2 separate regions of the Mus musculus genome follow, and region 2 is linked to region 1. The links are chromatin contacts, called in public Micro-C maps. All regions are on one chromosome and are shown on one strand. The core of a region is the stretch at or near the end of the contact, and the rest is flanking DNA. Distances in the headings are between cores, read along the strand shown.

Region 1 (2,694 bases), core at 81-2,580:
TACTGCTGTACCTGGGGTAGTGCTCCCCACATTCCACTGCTGCATCCCAAGTCCTCCTGTATGTAGAAAGGACAGCTACAGAAGGGTGTATTCCAGTCCCCACCCTTGGGCTAAACCAAAGAGCAGAGTCTCCCTCCTCAAAGCCCAGACCTAACTTTCTTCAGACTCCAGCAGCTATAGAGGGCTCCCTGATGCAGGGTGAGGGAGAGATTCTTAGGGGTGGAAAGGCACTTTCTAGAACACTTCTGGAAACCTGGAGGCCCTTCCAAAATATACTTGACTAGTGGTCAGATAATTACCAGTACTTACCCAGAGTTATAGCAGGGAATGGACAGACACGAAGGGATGATAAAGTGACTGAGCTCCAAGTATCTCTAAGGCTGCCAAGTAGCTCCACCGGGATTATATTGATATAAACCATAATAATATATGGATATATATTAGTAGCTTAGTGGTAGAATACTCGTTTAGTACATTTGAGGCTTCAGGTTCAATTCCCTGACCCTCTAAAAAGGAAAGTCTACCTGCCCAGTTATCTCACTCGCTTGAAACTACTTTCAAGATAGGATCATGCCTCGCTGAGTCCCTTGGCCACCCAACAGGAGAACAGAGTTTTCTCTGAGATTTTCTAATTCCTGCGACCCTTGGCTATAGATGGCCTCTCCTTCGAGGGTCGCTGTGCCCAGGAAATCAAGGCTATTTCCCTAACAGGCTTGTTTTAGACCCAGTGCCCAGGATTCTACCCTACTCATCCTGGGTTCTAAGAAAGCACAGTCCAAGGCACACACCGACGAGGCGCGGACCAGCAGGGACGCTCACCGGTACCAGGCGAGGCCGCGATCATAGCACCTGTCGAAGAAGTGGGGTTCAGAGCCAAGTGCACGGACGTCGGGGTGCAACCGCAGGAACTCCAGCAATGCGCGCGTGCCGCCTTTCTTCACACCCACAATGAGCGCCTGAGGAAAGCGCCGGCGCCCCGGGCCGCTGGCCACCGGCAGGCCGGGTGCTCTCAGACGGAGGGAGGTGTGGGGCGGCTCGGCGGGTGCAGGAACCGGAGCAGGGGCGCGGGCGGCAGGTGGACAGCGGCCGGGGAGGGCGAAGAGGCAGTAGGCGCTTAGCAACAGAACTACGAGCGCCAGCGGAGCACGGAGAGCACGCAGTGCAGTCCCCTGGCCCGTCCCCGCACCCTGGAGGTCACCGGCCCCGCCGCCCAGGCCACCGCTACCTGCCATGGGGTCGCTTCGCGCTCAGGCTCGGGAGCGGGAACCGCAGACAGGTGCGCATCCCGGCTATAGTGCGTCGCCCGCTCAACCCCAGGGCGCCCGGCTTCTGGGTTGAGCTCCGCAGCCTCGCAACCCTGGAGCCGGAGAGGGGCGGGGCGGGGCGGGGCGGGGCGGGGCGGGGCGGGGCGGGGCCGAGACGCCCCTCCCCAGCCCTCGCCTGGGACTAGCGACTCCAGCTAACTTCCAGAGCGACCAGGAGCTATCCCAGCTACCCCAACACTCCTCCTGAGCTGGTCTCCGGTTCGCTTGGCTCCAAAGTCTTCGCTCTTACACTACGGGAATGCGTGGCGCGGAGGGACACAAGACTGGGCGAGTGGGAATCCCCGTTCTGTCCTTTAAAAGTCTATCTCTGCCCCTTTGGACCAGGGCGACAGGTGTGCGGCCTCAGCCCCTGTTTCCCGGAGCCAGGGCCTCATCACCGGAGGACACCGTGTCCAGGAATCGCCTGTGCAGGAAGGATGGAGCCAGGCATACATCCGGCGCGGAAAGGGTCCCCATGCATCTTTGAGCCTGTGACAGGAATGCTTGTTGCATTACTTGCCAACAGTCCACCTAGCCATTCATTAGGGTGGGAGCCCTGCCCTGTGGAGAGAGCTTGTCCGATAGTCGGGCCACCATTTTAAAGTCCTTGTATCAAATAGAGCTGGCCTCCCCAAGATGTCAGTGATCCCTTCGGGAAATTGCAAAGCGGTGACACGCCCCCTCGCCCCCCAGGAGTGAAAAGGCCTGTACTAGGAGGCAGGGGAGGCATCTGGGTTCTGTCTGTGGAGCTTCCTCTGAGCATAGTGAGATTCCCGGGGCCCTCACATGTGTGAAACCTACCAGACACTGCAGAAACTTCTCACCCACCCACCCACCCCCACCCCACCCACCCACCCCCACCCCACCCCCGCGCCTCCATGTCCTGTTCCTGGCTCACCGAGTCTACAAAGCTGCTTACTAGGAATGCAGAGGAGGAAAGACTCCATCCAGGATGCCGAATAAGTTGCCCTGACCAGGGAAAAGGTAACGGCGCCTCTTCTTTCTGCCTCTGTCCGACTTTCCTGGCTGCCCAGTCTAGTCCCTGCCCCAGTACCCTTACTCAGCCTCTGCCCTCGGCTCTGTTTATTAATCAGCAGTCCGTGGGTCTCATGGCATCTGAACAAGTCTCACACTGCAGGCTGCCTCTGAGGGACAGAAAACTCCAATGACCCACAGACATTTAGTTCCCACCCTGAGGGCAGCTAGGTACAAGGGGGACATGCACCACCCAAAACTAGTCCCAGACACCAGAGCTACATTTGCTTGTCAGGGCAAGCTGGTGCCAGCAGCCCTGTGGGCGGGTTTTTAGTCCAGCACTGTCTGGGAAGCATGTTAGTACATGTAGGGACCTAGGAAGTTCTTCTTCGGATCTAGCTGTAAATGGGATTTG
Region 2 (2,694 bases), core at 124-2,623, 490 kb before region 1:
GTCTCTGTGTCTTACGGGGTAGCCATTGGGCCCACACACCATCCAGGGAAGGCAGTGGTCCATTTTGCCTCTACCTCTGCTTCATAAGGTTAAGACTGTATGTGGGCACTGAGACTGAAGACAAAGGCTGTTTTCTAATGGCTCCCAATATATTCTCCTCACATCCCACCCCCTTGCTCAGACTCTGCCAGAAGAAACCCCAGTCTCCAGGTGAGGGAGGAGGAGGGGGCAAGCAGTCAGCCTCCAGACTGCCATTGCCAGGCTTCTGTCAGACCCAAAACTCACCTACGATGCAGAAGGCAGCAGCGAAAGCTTCCACACAGGAAAGTTTGCAGGGCCGGCCATAGTTTACAGGGTTGGCAGCTACGAGGTAAGGCAGGAGCCGCAAGTGGCTCCCTCGCATCTTCTGAAAGGGTGTGTCGTCCAGTTTGGCCCAGGAGCAGTCTATGACTGCGACCCCTGACTGTGCCACCAGCTGTCTGTCAGAGAGTGTAGGGTAGGTTCTAGGGCCCCAAATAAGGCACATCCTTGGAGACTGGCTTCACTACAGATGAGAGATCACTCTGCTATTTCGAAGTTATGGTTTATTGCAATAGTAGAAAGAACCCTTCAGGAAGCAGTTGAGGGTAGCTGGACAGTGTTTACTTTACACAACAAATGTTTCTCCTAGGCTTTCTACACTATAGCCCTGCTCTATGAAAAGGGTCAAATTAAATACAACTCTGCTCATATGAAAGATGTGGACATCCAAGACCAATAAGCAAGGCTTGAAGAAAATGATACTCCTGATACAGGGCAGTTTAACAAAGACAAGATGGTGGGAAGGGCATTCCAACCCCTCTCCGACCCCTCCCCGATCCCCAGGCCTCTGGTGTCTACCTGTCTGCCGGAGACACGTACTCAGTGCCTACTGGGCTGAGCACCAGACCGCCAAACCTTTGGCTCAGGCGCAGGCAGCGCACCAGACCCAGACGGGCCAGTTTGCGGCCCGTGCAGCGCTTGGGGTCGCAGTGACCAAGCTCCCACATAGCCAAGGCACAAGGCAGCGCCGCAGGGCCCGGGCCGCCCTGGTCCTCGGCCTCCTCGGGCTGCACGGATGCTACAAGGAGAGAGAGAAGGCCGGGTCCTCAGCGCCTGCTCCCAGGCCCGACCCGCTGCTCCGACTGCTCCAAACTCACCACGCAGCGCAGCGCCCACCTCTTCAGCGAAAGCATCCAGAGAGCGGCCAGAGGGTCGCCGAACACGACCGCTCTCTTTCCTGGATCCGCGAGCAACTTTCTTGCGGCCCATAATGTTAGATGAAATCCGAGATGAAATCCTCAGCTCCAGCGTTTGTTCAAGAGCGTGCGCGCGTGCGCGCTCGCACAGCTTCCGGTTTTGAGGGGAGTCAGTTCCGGCTGTCACTCACGTGACCGTGAGACCCTAGGAGCAATGGCGGGGCGGCTGGCTGGCTTCCTGATGTTGCTGGGGCTCGCGTCGCAGGGTCAGTGGCTCCGCGCACATAGCCCCCCGCGCGCTGGCGTCGCTCGCGCCTCCGCTCCCTACTCACCACCTCTCTCCCCGCTCCGCAGGGCCCGCGCCGGCATGTGCCGGGAAGATGAAGGTGGTGGAGGAGCCTAACACATTCGGGTGAGCGGATCACGGTCCTGCGGCTTGGGGACCGAGCCTGGCTGGCTCTTCTGACCTTCTCTGTTCCATAGGCTGAATAACCCGTTCTTGCCCCAGGCAAGCCGCCTTCAGCCCAAGAGAGAGCCTTCAGCTGTATCCGGTGAGCGCGGGAGGGTGCGGAGCTGGCCGAGGTGCTGACTGAGGGGGCCGAAAAAAGCTCTCGGTTAGGGAGGGAAGGGTGCCTTGGATGAAGGACTCATAATGTACTCGCTGAAGGGTTACGAATTCGTTTGTCAAACTTGAGTGTTTTAAATGCTCTGAAGTATATACTGGAACTGCAATCCCCTCTCGCTCCCAGGGTTGGCGATTACCTAGGGCTAAGCAAGCAAGCGCTCAAGGCTTGGGTCACATCCCTAACTTTTGTGGGGTTTTTGTTTTGTTTCGTTTTGTTTTTCGGGACAGGGTTCCTCTGTATAGCCCTGGAACTCTTTGTAGACCAGGCTGGCCCGGAACTCAGAAATCCGCCTGCCTCTGCCTCCCAAGTGCTGGGATTAAAGGCGTGTGCCACCCCCGGCTACTTTTGTGTTTTTAAGGTAAGAGTCTTTCAAAGTCTTTTATAGTAGACTCAAGCTGGCCTCCAACTTGTGGTATTAAAGCCTCTACTTTCCACAGGTGCTTAGACCAATTAGAAGCTCTAGGGATGTTGGGTATGAAGACTCAACACTCCAGGTGTATCTAGCCCTTTCTAGGTCTTACGGAGTGGAGAGGGCACCAGCACAGGAAATTTGGGACTAAGATCCTAGGAGGACTGAAAGACAAGCTGTTGGAGGTGGCTCAGGGCTGGCCAGCATAAAAGAACCTTGGCAACCCAGACACTATTGCATATGCCAGAAAGATCTTGCTGAAGGGACCCTGTTATAGCTGTCTCGTATGAGGCTATGCCAGTGCCTGGCAAATACAGAAGTGGATGCTCACAAGTCATCTATAAGATGGAACACAGGGCCCCCAATGGAGAAGCTAGAGAAAGCACCCAAGGAGCTGAAGGGGTCTGCAACCCTATAGGTGGAACAACAATATGAACTAACC

The links. Hi-C and Micro-C count contacts between places; a contact is called where the count stands out from the background.
Region 2: a contact with region 1 is called in a Micro-C map of embryonic stem cells, with 1.7 times the contacts expected there. The contact joins the promoter of Tsr3 here to the promoter of Hs3st6 in region 1. A contact is called at or near these places in 1 of 484 Hi-C or Micro-C datasets (embryonic stem cells) and 3 of 115 datasets of contacts at active chromatin or transcription factors (embryonic limb bud, pancreatic cancer cells and stem cell-derived neural progenitor cells).

Annotation. Positions count from the first base shown.
Region 1 is chr17:24,751,624-24,754,317 of GRCm38.p6, reverse strand. It overlaps Hs3st6 (heparan sulfate (glucosamine) 3-O-sulfotransferase 6), which reads right to left and starts at 1,330. Exons shown (of 2, transcript NM_001012402.2): 1 at 820-1,330. The coding sequence starts at 1,232.
Region 2 is chr17:25,238,849-25,241,542 of GRCm38.p6, reverse strand. Tsr3 (TSR3 20S rRNA accumulation) reads right to left here and starts at 1,373. Exons shown (of 6, transcript NM_026676.3): 1 at 1,179-1,373; 2 at 880-1,099; 3 at 286-479. The coding sequence starts at 1,290. Gnptg (N-acetylglucosamine-1-phosphotransferase, gamma subunit) reads left to right here and starts at 1,427. Exons shown (of 11, transcript NM_172529.3): 1 at 1,427-1,483; 2 at 1,572-1,629; 3 at 1,701-1,768. The coding sequence starts at 1,432.